Linked DNA regions of Rattus norvegicus: region 1 is linked to region 2. A link is a contact called in public Hi-C data. All regions are on one chromosome and are shown on one strand. The core of a region is the stretch at or near the end of the contact, and the rest is flanking DNA. Distances in the headings are between cores, read along the strand shown. Region 1 has its middle 47 kb from the start of Slc4a1ap. Region 2 holds the start of Babam2 (BRISC and BRCA1 A complex member 2).

What was found. Hi-C and Micro-C count contacts between places; a contact is called where the count stands out from the background.
Region 1: a contact with region 2 is called in a Hi-C map of Schwann cells, with 2.1 times the contacts expected there. The contact joins the enhancer-like site here to the promoter of Babam2 in region 2. A contact is called at or near these places in 6 of 12 Hi-C or Micro-C datasets (the A7r5 cell line, Schwann cells, kidney and 3 more).

The regions. Positions count from the first base shown.
Region 1 is chr6:30,604,341-30,609,055 of GRCr8, reverse strand. No RefSeq gene overlaps it. Among named protein-coding and RNA genes, the nearest start is that of Slc4a1ap, 47 kb to the left of the region's middle. Within about 2 kb of position 1,630, at least 2 of the 93 cell types and tissues checked have an H3K27ac peak or open chromatin away from gene starts, as enhancers often do. A contact at or near this core is called in Schwann cells, where this site is marked.
Region 2 is chr6:30,463,951-30,468,591 of GRCr8, reverse strand. It overlaps Babam2 (BRISC and BRCA1 A complex member 2), which reads left to right and starts at 1,251. Exons shown (of 12, transcript NM_199270.2): 1 at 1,251-1,303. Rbks (ribokinase) reads right to left here and starts at 866. Exons shown (of 8, transcript NM_001108703.1): 1 at 741-866. The coding sequence starts at 832.

The sequences.
Region 1 (4,715 bases), core at 381-2,880, 140 kb before region 2:
AACACCACATATCCAGACCACATGGCCCATTCAGTCTCAGAGCTCTTTGGTTGTTAGCCTAAGATGATTCCTGGGACATCTTGGTCTGTCAGACAGTGACCCCTCCTCCAGAGTGCAGGCCAGCTGTGGGCAGACCGCCTCAGCTGGGTTAGGTTGATGAGGGCTTGTGATTAGGAGCAGGGACGCCCCTGGGACTGACACAAACATCTCCATCCCCTGGCTGAGGGAGTGTCTGTCCTCTTTTCTGCTATGAGGGTTCTTTCTATCTTGTCCCCTTGCAGTTGGTTGGAAATGCTCAGCAGTCAACATCACTTCTTGTCTTGCAAGAAGAGCAGCATTCAATTCCCAGCATGCACTGCAGGCCTATAACTCTAACTCCAGGAGATCCGACCTGCTTTTCTGGCCTCCTCGGACACCTGCACACACATTCACAAACTCACATAAACAAAAATACATTTTAAGGGCTGGAGAGATGGCTCAGCGGTTAAGAGCACCCAACTGCTCTTCCAGAGGACCTGAGTTCAATTCCCAGCAACCACATGGTGGCTCACAACCATCTGTAATGAGATCTGATGCCCTCTTCTGGTGTGTCTGAAGACAGCTACAGTGTACTTACATATAATAAATGAATAAATCTTTAAAAAAAAAAAACCAAAAAAAACCCCAAAAAAATACATTTTAAAAAAGTAAATGGGTGGATGTACTTTAACTTTGTGAATATCCCATTCAAACCAAACTTTTGTAGGTGTTGATGATTCTTTTTTTTTTTTTTTCTTTTTTTTTTTTCGGAGCTGGGGACCGAACCTAGGGCCTTGCGCTTGCTAGGCAAGCGCTCTACCACTGAGCTAAATCCCCAACCCCTTGATAATTCTTTAATGATTTTTTTTGCATTTTATCTATTTAATTATTTTGTGAAGTGGTTGTAATACTTGGGTCACAGGGTGTGTGTCTAAGTCAGAGGATAATATGTTGAGAGTCAGTTCTCTCCTTCTACTATGTGGGGCCCAGGGAACAGACTCAGGTAGTTTATTCTTGGTAACAAATGTGTTTCTCTCCTCAGCCATCTTGCTGGTCCCGCTGATGACTCTTGATGGAATCAACAATTTGTATCTGTCCCAAAGTTAAGTTATGATTCTGATTTTAAGGCTGGCATCTGTTTCATGGTGATAGGTTAGGGTGGAAAGGAGAATTAAATTCTGCAACAGTTGATTTCTCAGTTGTCTACTGAGGTTGGGAGTGACTGGTGTTGGCTTTCTAACTTCGCTAAGGAAAAGCTAGAGAATTCCATGGCTTCACATGATAAAAATGCTTTTGTTCCTAATGGAATAGCGACTCCATTTTTCCAGCACTCAGTCATCCCAGACGCCCCCCACCACCACCACTTAGCATCCACTTCCTCACGTCTCCGATGACAACCCAGTGGAACCATACTGTCGCCTCCAGTTTAGACACAAGAAAACTAATATTCAGAAAGGTTGCAGCATTTGCCTAAAGCCACATAGCTAGAAAATGGAAGAGTCTAGATTCAGGCCAGAGAGGCTGGCAAACCCCCTTTCTGCCCCTAGGCGGGCACCACTGTGCTCTTAGCAGTCATTGACTGTGAGGAACTCCAGCCAGTTCTTGGGCAAGGCTGGTGGCAGAGCCGTCTCCAGACATTGACTCATGTGTTCCTCTAGCTGGGTATGGCTGCATCCCTGTGCTTAGAAAGGCAGGAAGCAACGCCGGGATTTTAGAATGTCTTTCAACAATAACCTTGATTGAGGGGATTTTCCAGTTAACCCTGGAGAATTCCAATAACCAAATGTATTGTGTTCTGGTTCCTTGAAAAGTGGTAATCCGTGCTCACTGTGTGTACGGCGGTTCTCACTAACCAGCAGTTCAACCAAACAGGATTCCCTTATTAGGGTAAGCAAAGACCCACAGAGCTACCAAAAGGAAAGAAAAGGCTTTCCAGAGCATTTGACAGGATTCATCAGGTGAGAGGACAAAGTTTATTCAAGCCTGCATCCTGGCATAGCCATAAATCTCAGCTACGCAGAGAGTAACTACAGCGTGACCTGTGAGCTAAGTGTAGCCTTCAGCCATGTTTTGTTTGACCTGTAGAAGACTTGTTAAAAACTAAATTTGCTGGACATGGTGGTGCATGTCTTTAATCCCAGCACTCAAGAGGCAGAGGCAGGTGAACCTCTGTGAGTTTGAGGCCAGTCTGGTCTACATAGCAAGTTCCGGGACAGTCAGGACTGTAGCACAGAGAAACCCTGTTTCAAAAAAACCCAAATCCAAACCAAACCAAAGCACAAGCAAACAACCCTGGGGGATTGGTTAACACTGGGCTTGAAGAGGAACTAAGTAACAGGTACCCTTTAGACTATGAACCTGGGGTCTAAATGTCACTTCACCCCTAACCTGGTCTGCCTTACCCACTTAGTCATTTCATGACTTGCTTTTTGTTGAGGGACATTTCTTGAATAATTTTTTTAATGTAATGAGGGAGATTAAAGTGAGACAGATTGAAAGTCAGAGGAGATAAGAAGTCAAGAGTGCCCATCACAATGTGAAGGGAGGGTTTAGGGTCACAAAGAGATGGGAGCCCTAGAGAGTTCCCAAGGAGATACGGGCAGATCGGTGCCTATGTAGAGGCAGGAGGACAGCTGTGGGAAATGGAGGATGTAGGGTCAAGAACAGAGCTATTTCAAGGGCTGACTCTCATTATTAGCCACGCTACTTCTGGAGATGGGCTCCTGGCTCTCATTCAGTGCTCTAGAAGTAACTTATTTTACACCACTTCCTTAATTTGGGCTCAGTTTACCTGTTTCGGCCATTTTGATGGCTAATACAAAAATACTTTAGTTTGAGTAATTTTTTTAAAAGATTTATTCATTTATTATATGTAAGTACACTGTAGCTGTCTTCAGACACACCAGAAGAGGGCACCGGATCTCTTTACAGATGGTTGTGAGCCACCATGTGGTTGCTGGGAATTGAACTCATGACCTCTGGAAGAGCAGTTGGGTGCTCTTAACCGCTGAGCCATCTCTCCAGTCCTTGTTTGAATAATTTTTAAACGATAGATTTTTTTTTTCTGTAGAGTTCTAGAGACTGGGAAGTCCAATATCCCAAGGCACCAGCAGCTTCTTACAAAGTAAAAACAAGCTCTCTCAAGTCATTTTCCTAATCCTGTTCTTGAAAGAGGCTCCTGTGAGACTTCGTCATCTCCCAGAGTCTCTGCCTCCTAGTAAGTAGTGTGGCCTGGTGGTTGTAGGGACAGAGGGCACACGCCTTTAATCCCAGTACTTGGGAGGCAGAGACAAGAGGATTTCTAAGTTTGAAGCCATCCTGGTCTACAGGGTGAGTCCCTGGACTGCCAGGGCTACACAGAGAAACCCTCACTCAAAAAATCAAACCATAAGAAGAAAGAGAGGGAGGAGGAGGAAGAGAAGGAGAAGAGGAGGAAATGAAGGAGAAGAGGAATTGTAGCCTTTGACATTGTTCCTTTGTTTTGTCAGGGGAACACCTGTATTCAGATCATAGGGGTTAACTTTAGTTTAAAATAAAAAATTAGGTAGGCTGCCAAGCCTGACTATCAGAGTCCTACCCCTGAGACTCAGATGATGGAAGGAGGCCTAGGTCCATCCCACGTATGCTCTTTGGTTGGTGGTTCAGCCTCTGGGAGCCTGACTTTACCTGTCCAGGACTTTAACGGGGCTCTCCAGCTCCGGGAAGTACATAAACCTAAAAGTACAAGGAGACTAGCTGTGAGTAGACAAGTTTCCAGGATGGTATGTAGCCTTCATCAGCGTCTCTAAAGGGCCTTGGTCCAAACAGTTAAAGACTAGAGACACCGAAGCAACAGACATGGAAGCATTCACATACGCCCATCCCTAAGCACAAAGGCACAATTTATATCAGGTCTCTGTCAATTTCGATCCCTCACCCCCTCAAATCCTTGCCTAGAAATCTATGCTAGCTAGCCTCCTTCTGCCCTACCAGGGGGAGGGGAAATCCGAAAGCCTATTTTTAGGCAGGCCCTGCCAAGACTCCCCGCAGTGACTGGGCTGCTGCTGGGCCTGAGGGGTGCCCGCGCCCCGGGAGGACAAGCAGTGTGCGGGAGGGGCCTGCGGGCACGAGCGGATGTCACGGCTTACCTCAGAGCCCGAATTAGAAGCCTGAAAAAAAAAATCACAGCAGGAAATAATGTGGTGCCCAAAATAGAAGCATCAACTGGGAGAGAGGCCGGGAGTAGGTGGCATTTGAGGCTCCTGCAGCGTCCTCCCCAGAGGCCTCCTGACAACCATCAAGCGGGTTGGCATGAGATTGCAACCCAGTCCGAGAGGCCACAAAGGCCCTGGCTGGCTGTTCCGGCAAGGGAGGAATGGGCGGTAAAGCAGAGGATCGCGAGCGCCTTCTTTTCCCTCCATCACAATTTTCCAGCTTTCTCCTTCCCTCTCCAGTCTCGCCACCACCACCACCGCCACTGCCACCTTCCTCTTTTTTGGTGTATCCCTCAACCTCCTCCCCACACAGTGATTTCTGGCTTCTTCCCCACACTCTCTAGTGCTCCTTCTTCCCTAATACTCTCTCCTCCCTCCCCACACCAAGTCCTTCATTTTCCCTTGGGGGCGCTCCCCCCCCTGTTTTTGGATGCCTTCCTAGGTAACTGGTGGGAGCTCAGTTTAGCAGCAGCTAACTGAGGGTCAGCCTCCTGTGCCTGGCTA
Region 2 (4,641 bases), core at 2-2,501:
GTTTTTCTACAATGTATACTGATTTTATGCTTTGAAAGCCGTTTTCATAAAAACAGAGCACACAAAGCAGAAGGAGCTTTCCTATAACCTCTCTGACCTAACTCAACTATTCTCATTTAGCACTAGTTGATCAGTTTTTTAGTGGCTGTAATTACGTTTATTTGTTTTTTTTTTTTTTTGTTTGGTTTTTGAATTCACACTTGGGTTCACCACAAAGGCTGACCCATAGTTTCATTTCTACATAAAAGTAACTGTAAATATGGAACACTGCAGGAAGGCCAACAATCGATTGAGGGCAAAGGTGTCTGTTTGCTTCGATGCCTTATTTCACACGTGTTCAATTCAGTATTACCTAGTAGGGTTTGGTGGATAAAACACATCTTGTCCTCACAACATCCCTGTGAGGAAGGTACAGCACGTTCTCAGAGATTAAAACGTCATGGGGCAGCCTAGCCAAGGAAACAAGTGCAGGTGTTTGGGGGCGCCCGGGGATGTGGGTGTGTCTTTAGAAGTATCAAAGCTTTCATTCATGTGCCCCCCTCCCCGCTCCTCAACCCCTGTCCCTTACCCTGTCATTGACCTCTACCAATTTGAATTCTGCCTTTTCCACTTCAGAAGTCGCACTGTGGCAACCTGAAGTTTATAGCAAAGTTCCATGGAGGGTGCCCACAGATCCGAGGCCCGGACGCCCACAGTGTGGTTCGCCCTCCCGAGACCTTGCGCTGCGGCCCCGCACTAACCTGACCAGGTCGGTCATGCAGGAACCCACCACCACCACTGCTGCCGCCTCTTCCTCCTGCCAGAGCCTCCCGGGCTCCCCTGACGCCGCCATTACTAATCCTCGCTCTTGCTCAACCCGGACGCTGCCCTTTGCCCTTTGCCTGACCCCGTAACCAGGGACGCCACTCCGTCCTCCCTAACGACGCGGGCGTTTCACACGCCTGTGCGGGTCGCCCACTCTAATGCCCGAAACCTCCCCGGCTTTTGGCTGGCCCTGGTTCCTCTGGGACCCGTGTTCCCACCCCGCCTCACGGCACAGGGCTCAACCGCCACGGCAAGAATCACAGAGCGCGCCAAGGTGGAGGCAAGAGCTCCGGGGAACCTTCAGGCGCTACCAGGCCGCCTTCCTCAGCTTCCGGGGGACGCGCACGCCCGGCCGGCTCTGCAGAGGGCGGGACGTCCGGGGGGAGCGCGCACGCATCCGGCCCGCGGTTCGCGCGCAGGTCGGTGCGTCGGTCGGGGGCGCGCTCGGGTAACCTGTACCCTGTCTAGTCGCCGGTTACTGATCGGACTTAAGTTCCAGGTACCTGGACCCGGGCTGGTGCGGGGAGGTTGGATCTCAGTCGCACAGGTGGCGCAGAGAGCCGTGTTTGAGTATGGCCAGAGAGCTAGCCTCTTCAAGAGAAGGCCCGCGTTCCAAAGATGCCCCGCTCGCCCCCCAGCACGCGGATTCCCTCAAGAGCCGGCCTCCAAGATCCGAGGCTTCTCTTTTTCCACATATCTCGTTCAGTCCTGGTCCCTCATGAAGCCCGCCTCTTTTTGCACTTGACGAGGGGCATCATACAATTTGGGAGAAAGGGTTGGGTCCCTTTAGGTTTTCCTCAGAATGGGTGGCCGTTCTTTGGATCTGATCCAGTTCACCCTTCCCGCCCCTCCCCGATGTTGTCCAGTGGAGAAATTGCTCCCCCACAGTAACTTCCCTCGTGCGCCATATGACGTGGACGTGATGCAGCAGGAGGCCACCCCTTTCCGTTCCATGACGTCAACGGGGCACATGTTTCCGTGTTTGTCATCCTCTCCTAATTGCAAGAGCCTGGATGGTGCTTTATGTGTCTTTGTATTCCCCAGACAGCCCGCCCACTAAAAGACCTCATGTGACCTTATCTTGCCGCAGCAGATTTTTATAAAAATTATATATTTGCCTCTTCCTCCTGCAATACGTCAAAATCAGGAAATACAAATTGCAAAACAAGCATTCAGGAGACGCTGGCCACCAAAAATTCCTGCCTCTTTGGGATCTGTTATAATGGTGTCATATGCAAAGGAGAGGGGTGTGTGTGTGTGTGTGTGTGTGTGTGTGTGTTTCCAATCCCTATCCCGCATATTGTACCAAAGAATCATCCTTTTTTTTTTTTTTTTTTTTTTTTTTTTTTGCTTTCAAAATCCTGATTTTGGAGTTTTCTCTCTTTGTTAGTGAAGACCCACCTACTGAAACACCTTGAATCTGCACACAACTTTGTACTGTCAAAAATTTGTATTATAGCTGTTCTGGAAATAAAGACAGAAATCCATTCCCTCAGGTATTATCCTAAAGTCTTGACAGTTGCGGAAGTGGAATGGGTTTTCATAATCGCTAGTGTGGTTTGGCATCTGGAGAAGGTTGTTTCCTTTGGCATTTAATTAGTGAATCATTCAGGCTAGCATTAACACTGGGTCAGCAGTAGCCTAGTTGGTGTTTAGCTGTAAAGCAGTCATGTGTATAAATTCGTGATTTCGTCTTCATATTTACCAAGGTGTACACTTTAAAGATTCACCCGGATGCTTTCTTTAGTGGCCACTGTAATGAGTGCTTGAGAGGAAAATAGGAATAGTAGACTTCACGAGAGATCTGAATTTGAATTCCAGTTCTTCTGTTCTGTGTGTGATATTAAATAAGTAACTTGGTCTGGTTCGTCTTTAGCTTTTGTATTTACAAATCAGAAACTCATTAAGAAACTGTGGGGGGAGTGGATGTCTGTAACTCACGTGTGATGTGCTACACAGTTTCTCTTCGAGAAATTTGGGGTCAGATAGTAGGTACCCTGAGAAAAAGAGCATGGAAAAAAATTTTGTCATAAGAGATCCTTCTGCTTGCTTCTCAGATGACTCTTGGTGTTTTTGAATGTGAAGTAAATGAGCATCCCCTTCAGGAACTGTGACATAGTGGGTAGACATCAGGTGGGACTGCAGGGTTTAGAGAAGTCTTCAAAGTGATCCCGTGGGTGAGCTTACTGCTCAGAAACAGTTACCCATGTTACCTGGGAAATGGGGGTTAGAAACCTGCTTCATAACCAGGCTGCGAAGATGAAAGGCAACACTGCACATGGGAGTGCCTTTATCAGTCATGTGACACTATAAATATATATGCTTTATGATAGATTCTACCTGTAGCAAAGGAGACATCTGCTCATGTTACGGTATTAGAGTGTATGGGCAGGTCGGCGCCCAAGAGTCAGAAGACAACCGTGTGGAGATTAAAGTATATTGTATAAAGCTTAAGCACCTCACAAGTACTTCTGGAGGGGGCATCATGGTGTCACTGTGGTTGTTTTGTTACTATCTAAAATGATAAAGCAAGTATTTAGTTTAGCAGAGCTTGTAAATCCCTATGTGGCACAGGGTTTAGAAACTAGAACAGCAGGTACTCCTAATCATACCTGGATGGAATGAATTTGCCTTCAATGTGGGGCTAACCTTTCAGATTGAGAGAGACAGCGATCATTTGAATTGACTTCTCCACCTCTAAAGTCGTAGCTTTCGTCTAGAAGCCCATTAGGAGTTCATGTACTCTCTCCTCCAGCTCCATGAAGTGACAGAGGTGTGACTTACTGCTTTTGTATTATCAAGTGCCTGAAAATCAAACACTGAAAAAAGATTCAGTTTGTCTTTGTTGCTTAATATCTGGACATGCTTTAATATCTTGCCTGTGTTTTTATAATTTAAGTGTCAAGTACATTTTTTTGCTTTATTTATTCCTCAGATTCTGTTGTATTTAATTCCCTATTATTTGTGTATATATATGTACATGGTATATCTGCGTGTATAGTATTAATATATATTATATACATACATACATACATGCATACATGTCTGTGTACATGCATTAACCTCGGTGTGTGCATGCGGTCAATAGAGGTCTGTGTTGAGTATCTTCCTCTATCATCCTTGACCTTAAATTTAGAAACAGGGTCTCTCACTGACTTTGGGCCTTACCATTTTGTCTAGGCTGACTGGCCAGTGAGTCTGGGGAATCTGCTGAGTTGAACCCCCAGTGCTGGGTTATAGATGTGTTACCACTAGGCTGGCTTTTTACACAGTGCTAGGGGTCGGTTAGGCATGCTCAGCAAGCGCTTTACTCACTGAACCATTTCCTCAGGGCCCCTACCTTATCCAATTTTGAGGATATGTTATATCTTCTCCATTTCTAAATTTTTCTTCAGATTTTCTCCCCCCTAATTCATGTCCTTAAAGTTATTTTAAAATTAATTTTTAAAAATTAAATCTACTATTTGAGGCCATATTCTGAGCATGGGTCTTGGGTATGGGCCAGGCCAGTATCTATGGTCCTGGCCAGTTTTTAATAAAGCTTGCTTTAAATTTGGCTCAGAAAAACTTCATTATTTGAATTCACTACTTCATTTATTATCAAAATGTTACTGAATACTAAGTGTATGTTAACTGCATTTGTTAAATGTGAGAGTTAATATAATCAGGTAATTATAATGTGCATGGCAGGATTTATTAAGAAAGATATGCGGGCCGTAAGTGATTTCTAGTAATTAACAATTGCTGTGTTGGCTTTAGAGTGTTGTATGTTATCAGTGATCAAGTTCTTTGTCCTTGTGGTACACGGTGGGGTCCCTGACTTAGTGATGTGTGTTT